2 separate regions of the Bicyclus anynana genome follow, and region 2 is linked to region 1. The links are chromatin contacts, called in public Hi-C maps. All regions are on one chromosome and are shown on one strand. Each heading gives the region's core, a stretch centred on a gene start, on an enhancer-like site or on the middle of the called end of the contact. The rest is flanking DNA. Distances are from core to core; before and after follow the strand shown. Region 1 overlaps LOC112045357 (6-phosphofructo-2-kinase/fructose-2,6-bisphosphatase). Region 2 holds the start of LOC112045327 (PI-PLC X domain-containing protein 3).

Region 1 (5,078 bases), core at 722-3,221:
ATGTGATAAATAAGTACGAGTTTTTTGTTATAAAAAACTAGCGGACGCCCGCGACTTCGTCCGCGTGAAACTCGATGTAAACTTTCAACCTACCTAACTCTATCCCTACCCTACCCCCTACCCTACCCTACCCTACCTCACCCTACCCTACCCCTACCCTACCCCTACCTTTTCCTGAATTTTCTTTGCTATAGACCTCACGGAGCCCGAGACCTTTCCAACTAATGCAAAACCGTGGAAATTGGTTCGTGCGTTCTGGAGTTATAGCGTCAGGAAGGAAAACCCGACTTATTTTTATATAGTAGATTAAAAATAATAATACACTAACATAATTATTACAATGAGATTATGAGATGTCCTAGAAATTATCAACCCGCATTTTTTTTCATAATCGTAAGTACCTAAGTACTAAAACAATGTGGTAATGTTTTGTCTTATTCTTTATATTAGATATATTTTTTATAATGTAGTTTTCGTCCCTATTCTACATTCCATTGTTTGGAATGATAATTCATAAAAGAAATAATATAATTTTCTACAATGGTCCATTGTTCTTATTCCGATTTCTGTGTTCCGCATAATATGAAGTAAAATGCAGAACATTTATTTATACAACATATTTTATTATTTCCTATTTTATACCATTTTATGTTTAGGTAGGTAAATTTTATGTTTACCTATAGGAAGATAATTCGGTTTTAGATGTTGACTTGTTACCGTAATTGTTACGTAACTTTTATTAAGTCTGTCTGGAACGATCCCTATCATAGTAGGATTATTGATAAAAACCATTGCATCACTCAACCGACCGACACCGACATAGCTCAACGAGTTGCGAAGCTGAAGTGGCAATGGGCGGGGCACATAGTGCGAAGAGCCGATGGACGTTGGGGTCCCAAAGTGCTGGAATGGCGACCCCGCACTAGTAAGCGCAGTGTTGGCCGACCCCCCACCAGGTGGACTGACGACATCAAGCGAGTCGCAGGGATTCGCTGGATGCAGGTGGCTCAGTATCGTGATGTTTGGAAGTCCCTACAAAAGGCCTATGTCCTGCAGTGGACGTCCATCGGCTGATATGATGATGATGATGATGATGATTGCATCACTAGACTATTATTCATATAAACGTAATCCTTATCTATCATAATAATATGTAATTTAAATCGCTTTTCTACTGTGATGATTATGGTGTTAATGGGATACTAAAAATAGTAAATTTATTTAAATACTAGCGGACGCCCGCGACTTCGTCCGCATGGAATTCAGTTTTCACAAATCTTACAGAAACCATGGATTTTTCCGGTATGAAAGTAGCTTAGGTGTTAATCCAGAGTAAAAACTATTTCCATTCAGCCAAATTGCTTTAGTAGCCGCAGCGTAAAGGAGGAACAAACATACACACACACACTTTCACACAATATTTCGCCTTTGTGATTAGTGAGATTGAGATTTTCTATATTTTAAAAATCCTCATCAGCAGACTACTACCATTGTATTATGTAGCCTGAAGTTGAGTAGTTAGGTCTGTTACACCTGCGTGTCTCGAACAGAGTGAGCTATTCTTTTACATCAAATTTGCAACCGTTGTTTAACTGATGTTAAGCCGATGCAAAGAATTCGGCATTCAGATACGCACATTTTGACACTTCGCAGAGCTGCGTGAATTTCTTCCTGTTATCGTCTTACATAACGTTACGTCGGTCCAGATAGTTTATTGACAAACATTACCTTAAGATAGCCTACCCATATTGGAGCATCATCAAATCCCTTTTCGTAAAATGAGATGGGCCTTTTTTTAAAAGGCGATAGTTAAGCTGTTATTAATAAGGTTAAATAATAATTAAAACCTGTTGTTCACAGAACTGCTCAATCAACCGTACGACAGCAGACGCGTTGGTAACAGTACCTTCGCACTACGATACGCTACCATCTAACATGTGGCAAAACTCCGAAGCACAACTTTAGGCGACGGTCCCTCGGACCACGGTCCGGTATTACCAAATCAGCATTACCACTGGTCCACCAGACCCAGTGTGAAACGCCCCGGCCCATCGCGGTTGTGAAAGACCACGGATGGAAGTACGTGATATTCAGTACGTCATCATAGCGATCCGCGTGTACATAAGCTATGCGTGCGAGAGAGTGATACAGAACATTTTGCGTCTATTTACTCAGACCAATTATAGAAGGACTTGTATCGCACCCAAATTCACGAACAAAATAATCATCTTCTGAAGAAAACGAGTTTACATTAGGTATATTATGTTATATACTAAACTAGAAGTGTTTGCTCGTTTTTTACACTATTCAACTACACAAAAAGGTATTTTTTTTACGGAGCTCTTGACCGTTGAACACGATTACATCTATGAAACATCAATACTGTAGAGACTTTTTAGAGTTTTTATAATAGAATTGGATCGTTGATCATATACTTTGTCAGAAAACGTCTAGCGAGGCAGGTCCTATACAGTAATTGGTCTGAGGTCTCGTTTCATTGTATGCGTGAGAGTGATGGATGTATCGTAAAACTTTCAAGACTGAAGGATTAATAAATCCGGCACGTCAATAAATCTATTTTTAAGTAATAAGTAGTTTATAGTCTTTTTTTTTTCAAGTAAATATAACAATTTGTGTAGGCGTATCATTTACTTTTTTATTTTATTAAATTTTTATATTACTTAAAATAAATTTAGGAAAATTTTGTAATTACTTTAGTTATTGATTTAAGTAATTGATATGATTAGTAATTTCTATTACAATCAGCTATGTGTTTTTGTTTAATGTTAATTGAAATGTTAGGTGTTTGTGCTAGTGTTAGATTTATAATTACCTGTAATATTACGTACACTAGTTAAATTAGATTATATACCACTCCTAAGACTTACAGTAAAACTTTTGTAAAATTAATTATTTTCAAATACGTACAATGTGATTAGTAGAAAACAGTTCAGACAGTAGTTCTTACAGTACCTACATATTTCGTTTAATAAGTTCTTTAGGGTATCATGACAGATAACTGCCATTTTTAATTTACGTTTAATCTTTCATTTGTTTACGTTATTTAGATTATATTTATAGCTACCTACTACTAGATACTTTTAGGGTTTTAACTATTTTAATTTGTATATCATTTATTTCATTAAATCATTTAATCTAAAGGAATGAATTCATTCAAACTATACATATAGCTAAATTGTTGCATTTTTGTTCATAAAACGTCTTGTATGACTGGTTGTTTGTGATAGATCGGCTGTAAATATGTTTGTCCTATAAGGACTGGTATCTAGGACCGAAAAATAAATCAAAAAAATAAAAAACATACATACAGCCGAACATAGCCCCCTACTCCTTTCGGAAGTCAGTTAAAAACGTAAAAAAAAGTATCATTCAAAATCTAAACATGCACATCAAAATTAATATATAATAATTAACTACTCCATATTAAAGTTTCTATAGAATTTTAGAATATTAAGGTGATAGGTACTTTTATAAGTGGACGATGGAGTGTTTTTTATAATTACAATTAGATACCTACTTTACTCCTAAGTATAGAAAGTGGTAAACATAAAAAATAATAATTATCTAAGTATGTCTAAGTTAATTATCATATTTTAGTTAGTTTAATGTCAAATAAATATCATGGATGTGTATAAATATTCTGCAGAGAAAGGACTTATTCAAAAAAAAACCTCAACCATAAATACAGACGCGTTGCGTCTACACTCTAGGTATCATCTGCATAAAAAAATCTCACAGCGTTGAAACAGGAACGCACATCAAATGTGACGAAAAACACTAAATGCTGATCTGTTCGGTCATTTGTATTGTGATGATACACTATTAAACTTACTATTTATTTCGGCTCTATGGTTTTACTATTATTTATTCGGTTTGTTTGCACTTGCAGGTGTTACTATCTACATCACTTTTATTATATTTTTCTACTGAATGGGGATGATGACTAGGTTTGAATATATTGATTTTTACGATACATTCGGGTAAATAAGGTCAATGTTAACTAATTTATACATAAAAAGCAAAGATTGACTGGATATTTGCAAAATAAATAAGATTATAAAATTTCAAAATCTACTATAAATATTTTATCGTAATTAGATAAAAATTCATACAGTTTTAGGTTCCTTACATTAAATTTGACATTTTTTAATATTTGAACTATAAACATAAACGCAAAAATAACAAAGATATTAGTAATTTTGTTTAAACGCCCATACAAATCTAACGATCATTAATTGCCTACGGCGTCATAAGTTCATACCATTTTGTATGGGGCGTTTTTCAGGGATCCGCGGCAGCGCTGCAAATCTGACCCTTTAAATCCCTGTTGCTCCGAAAGTAATGATCGCAGATACCTTATTACTTTTACAAAATTGCTTTACTATTAGCGTACTCTTAATTTATTTACAATTTAAAAAACTGTCATCATCCCATGTCATGGTAAAGGGACCATACTCAACAAAGGGCATGCGTTCAATCCCCGACGGTAGACTATATTCGTAACTCGTCTAAGGAAAGGTCGAATTTAACGGTGGAGTCACTAAATATTTGGTAAATATTAAAAAAAAAATGAGTTATTTGGAAGTATCTTTGGCTAAATGAATTTTCATTACCCATTTGTTGTGGTGCTTATGTAATAGTTCAATCCATTTTTCGTATCTTTACACATCGTATGTAACTACGTATAATATTTTGAATGTATCAATAAACTTTTAAGTGACAAACAATAACTGAATGTGAAATTGGTATGTAAAAACTTAGACTTCTTTAAATATAAAATAGTTTTTACGAAAGTTGTTTTATTTTAAACGCAAAACCGTAAATAAAATAAAAATAACTACCCTATCGGTAGATGCGCTTATTTAATAACTAGCGGACACTCGCGATAGCCAGACCTGGACATAACCTCTGCCTCCGATTCCGGAAGGTGTGGGTTCGAATCCAGTCCGGGGCGTGCACGTCCAACTTTTCAGTTGTGTGCATTCTAAGAAAATTAGATATCACGTATCTCAAACGGCGAGTGAAAAACATCGTGAGGAAGCCTGCATACCAGAGAA
Region 2 (5,078 bases), core at 646-3,145, 35 kb before region 1:
TAGTAATCTGTTGAATGTATTACAAAATGTGTGATTGGGCTTGACAAACAGACATTGAGCATAAAACAGAGCTAAAGAAGTTTTACTTCAGTTGTGTAGTCTTAAACACAACAACTATTTACTTACCTGGTATTGCTAAATATATGAGAGGAATATTCCTGAGTGGTTCTGGCAGATCTCTCATCCAGTTTTCAAGATCAATATGTTGTGCTGAGACGTTGTCACTCATTATTGCACCTGAAACCAACAGTTTTACGCCTCGAATCACTTTGTTAATTTAAATTTTATCAATCCACGAAATTAAAATCACCTTTAATAATTTTATTTCACTTAAAGTTCAAATTTTACCTACGATTATTTTTGTAAGAAGATCGCTTTGCAGTCGATTTAAGTTACTACGTTACGAGTAGATACAAACAAAGGGCTTTGTGTTACTGAGTCGTGAACGCATTTTTCCATTCATTAGTGTATAACGTCATCATAATGCAGCATGCTAAAGCTGGTTCTAAGGTCGACGGTCCTTCGTTTTAATAGTATCATATAAATATATCTAGTGGATTACAAAATGTATGTTAGAATTACCTGTTAATTTATTCTACAAAACGTAGATGTTATCCTACGTGTAATTGCTTTAACCTCACGTACTCTTTTGTTAAGTTTAAATTGTTATTCTTTCAAATACTTTTAATGTTTATCAATATTTTTCATTCATAAAATTAATTTAAACTAATTAAAAAGAAACCAAACTCCAAAGGCTAAAGTTAAAAATAGCAAAAGCAAACGCAAAAAAATGTAAACAAAGTCGGACGTGAGAGGCACAGATAAGAAAACTATAATTGTCAAATATATGTCATATCTGTCAAACCATCACAGAGGATTAATAGTGTTTGAAAGAGGATTCATGTCTGATGAAATGCCATTCTACTCGTTATTTTTCCAATAATTATGACCTCAGCGGAATCACCGGGGGTTTTAAGCGAGCACAGAAATATCACCTGTTGGGCCCGAAGGCTGAAGGCCTAAGAGACTGCTATTTACAAACAGAATTGACTTTTAACACTTGAGATTCACATATAATAACTGGGCTTGTAGACTGTCCGCCATGCATTCAACCTTAGCAATATTTTCGAACGCGGGACGTAGAGGCGGTCACATTAGAAGTGGAGTAGCTAGACCGGTTCAGGTGTGAAAGATCGCTTGGCCTTAGAAAGGTATGTGCGTTGGCTTGAGCTGACTCGGTCTATTTTCCGCCATGGCGGAAGCGGCGCTTGTACCTCTGTGTCTAGTGTGGTCCCTTAAGAGTTATGGAGTCATAACTGGGTCATTATAGGTATTAATTAATATATCTCGTAGGTTTGCCAGGGGAAGGCCTACTGAAGACAGGATCCTCCTAGTACGCAAACACTTATAGCTTCGCTGACGTGAACGTTACGATTTATAGATGCTACGAGAACTCGGTCTTAGGTGCCAAATTCTTTAGGTAGGTAGGTACTAGGTACCTATTTGGGGCGTCCGATACGTTGGACCTACCCATTCGAAAATCGCTAACAGACTTTCTATCTATCTTCAAAATTAAATCTAGAAACTTAATTTATTATTTATTTTTTAATGACTGTTAAAAAAAGTTAGTTTGTGGCACTTATTTACGTAACAATAAGTATGTATCTCACAGCACTCAAATATTTCTGACACCAGCACCATAAATTCAGAATAAGTTTAAATTAATCGCTTACCAACCTATGATGAAGATAAAAATTATTTGAATTTTCATATTTTATTATTAAATCCACTTGTTATTTTCCTTGTGCCACTTGTATTACTGATAAGTTATCTCGTCTGAGCAAAATAAATTCTAGTAATAAGTAACTGGTAAGATCTGACCCGAGATGTAACTTAGAATGAGTAGCGTGCAATACAGTACGAATTATCGAGATTAATGAATGCAAAAAGTTTAAGGATGTTATTGTTCGCGATTGCTTTGTTTACCAACTTGGTAACAACTGATGCAGGACATATTTTTGGCGATTGGGTGAAAGGATAGTTTCGCATTTTTTTCAGCTATTCTCATTTGACCTTGTTTTTTGTCTAAGTTGTCAAATCATCGCTATAATGAGTTCATTATCAACCTATATTCGGCTTTCTGCTGAGCACAAGTCTCATCTCAGAAGAGGCGATAGGCCCAGAGCCCAGGCCACCAAGCTGGCCCAATTGACAGATAATGCGGATTGGTAGACTTCACACACGTAGAGAATTAAGAAAATTCTCAATTCAGGATGTTTTTCCTTCACGGGTTGAGACACGTGATATTTAATTTCTTAAAATGCTCATAACTGAAAGTTGGAGGTGCATGCCCCGGACTGGATTTGAACCTGCGCCTACGGAATTGGAGGTCAGATTGGTCATAACCACTGGGCTATCACGGCTCATGGTGATAATAAGGTGAATATGGTATTCACTTAAAATAGAGCAGTTTAATCAGGTCAGCAATGGTCACCTAAGTAAAATATATATTCCAGGTTCTGGATTCCCATGTGGCTTTGGGTATTGATATACGATGGTCGGGATATTGAGATTTTCTTTCTTCCAAATTAGTAGAAATCTGAAGTTGTGAATTTGGTGATGATACAGCCCCGAGAAGTCCTTGCCTCAAAAAGAACGGTAAGTCCCGGTTATTAGAATAAACATCTGCGGGGGACTAGCGATATTAAAGACTCACAGAGAAGCATTACTACCGTGCGGCCCCACCGACCTACTTTGGAGCAAAATGGTTGTTCTAAATCTAAAGGAGAAAAGAGTCTGTTCCATGTCCCGATAACGATGAACCGCATAGAACTTCCGTTTCGCATGAAATATGTTCCCGTGATAAGATTAATCATAAAGTTTTCATAGTAGGTACTTTTTGTTATAAAACTTGTTTCTGAACAATACCATCATATACCCACCAAGTGACTGAAACAGCGTAGTGAATCTTGGCTCCAAACCATCTTATTTTACTAGTAGACTGCAGACCCCGCGTGTTTCACCCGGTTAGTTCCCTTTCCCATAGAATAAAATATAGCCTATACCGCCCGGGGATAGTGTAGCTTCTTAACAGTGAAAGAATTTTCCAAATTGGTTCAGAAGTTTCCTATTCAATGCAAACAAATAATCAAATCTTTCCAAAAATAGGTTGCAATTTTATTTTGCTTCAAATACTGCAGAGCCACGCAATTTTTAGACATTGGAGGTCGCATTTGTTTGACCTTAATGTTAAAGTAATTATATGCAATTATATAGTAATTGAAGTAGGTATGTACTTATGTTATAGATGTACAGTTCAATACAATATTATATCAATATTAGGTATATAATATAACACATTTTAGGTTTAATACAAAATCACGTTTAAGCACAGAAAACATATGTACAAGTTAAGTTCTCATTATCGTTATTGTATCTACCTATCTATATGTATTAACACTACACAACTAAACTAGCTATTGTAAATCTTTCATGAAAATGAAAAACTCCATGGAAATCTATTCAATGATGACTCCATTACTCAATACTCATCCATTATCCTATAGGTAAACAGGCAGTCAACAAATATAATAATTTAAGTCAACAAAAATAATTTAAGAAAGGTCTCGGGTTCGATCTCTATAGGTAGGCTATTGCTATATCTACCCTTATGCACAAGTAGAAGAGTAGAAAAGAGGAATATTAGTCAAATCAAACATAAAATATATTGTATTCTAAAAATAATATCCAATTACTATTAAATATTAATTAACTATCAAATATCAATAAATAAATAATAATAATTCAATAGGATCTATTGAAAATATTAATTAGGTTTACTTCTCTCCTTGGTCGTATTCGTCAATATGTCGTGTCGGTACTCCAAACCTTTCGTCACAGTAAAACTGGCCTGTAGCACCCTGTAGCCATACGTCAATTGTCTTAAAAAATGTATTGGAATGACTGATCCGATCGATAACTTGATCACGTGACCTGTGGCTAACGAATGTCATTCCCATATTATTTCAAAATCTCGAAGCATTTACGATTGTAGAAAGAGAATCGACGTGCAACATGGCTACTGGCCCAGGTCATCTTATTTATTTTTAGATGAAAACACAAATCAAGCTGATGGAAATCGCGTGAAAATTCGTTAAGGAAAACAACGTATGCAGTGGCTGGGAAATTACCACTCCTTAGTACGTTTATTAAATTGGCACGTGTTTTAGGAGTAAAACCAAAGCGCAACATGTTTTTAATACCCCGTAGTATACGTAGTTTTAATGATATATAAATGATCATTTGCGTCATTAATATGTATGTATGTAGGTATGTTTGTAAAAACTTCCTGTTGCACAAATCATGTTTATTCTGTTGTCAATTAAATCTAACCTACTGAGTTATGGTAAATTGAATGCGTAACGTATAACGTAATGATAGTAATGAGCAATTCCTGGTTAGATAAATTACGTCAATAATCTCAATAGGTATAATGACACTTTTTTAAATTATAGATAAACTAGCAGACGCCGCGTGGTTTTACCCGCGTGGTTACCGTTCCCGTGAGAAAACGGAGATAATATATAGCCTATAGCCTTCCTCGATAAATGGGCTATCTAACACTGAAAGAATTTTTCAAATCGGACCAGTAGTTCCTGAGATTAGCGCGTTCAATCAAACAAACAAACAAACGAACTCTTCAGCTTTTTATTGGGGTTACTGAACCTTTCAGACGTCTTCTGAGATTATCTAGAACAAGGATGAATATGGACAATTAACAGCAACTTGCGAGCCAAAACAGATTATACCGAATTGAATAATATCACATACCTACTTAGTATGGTGTTGATTGATGATAGGTTGATTCTGATTTGGCAGATTACTTTGGCTCGTCAGATTTCTCTTGAACTGCTTGATGTATCACCAATTATTATTTATAGATACAAAAGGTTTTTACAGGAAGTCGGTCAGGGATTTTCTAGTTACAAATTGAATGGATAATACTCATATGTTCCCTATTTGCATGGGTTCTAGAGTTGAAACTACGTACGACTTGTCAAACAATCTATACTAATATT

Evidence for each region. A called contact is a pair of places that touch in the nucleus more often than the background predicts.
Region 2: a contact with region 1 is called in a Hi-C map of whole body, with 2.9 times the contacts expected there. The contact joins the promoter of LOC112045327 here to the enhancer-like site in region 1. A contact is called at or near these places in 2 of 2 Hi-C or Micro-C datasets (whole body and whole larva).

What each region holds. Positions count from the first base shown.
Region 1 is chr19:8,151,629-8,156,706 of ilBicAnyn1.1, reverse strand. LOC112045357 (6-phosphofructo-2-kinase/fructose-2,6-bisphosphatase) reads left to right here. Exons shown (of 9, transcript XM_024081506.2): 9 at 1,861-4,814. The coding sequence ends at 1,965. Among protein-coding and RNA genes, the nearest start is that of LOC112045313, 6.7 kb to the right of the region's middle. Within about 2 kb of position 1,971, at least 7 of the 8 cell types and tissues checked have open chromatin away from gene starts, as enhancers often do.
Region 2 is chr19:8,186,701-8,191,778 of ilBicAnyn1.1, reverse strand. LOC112045327 (PI-PLC X domain-containing protein 3) reads right to left here and starts at 1,895. Exons shown (of 7, transcript XM_024081467.2): 1 at 1,738-1,895; 2 at 127-237. The coding sequence starts at 1,771.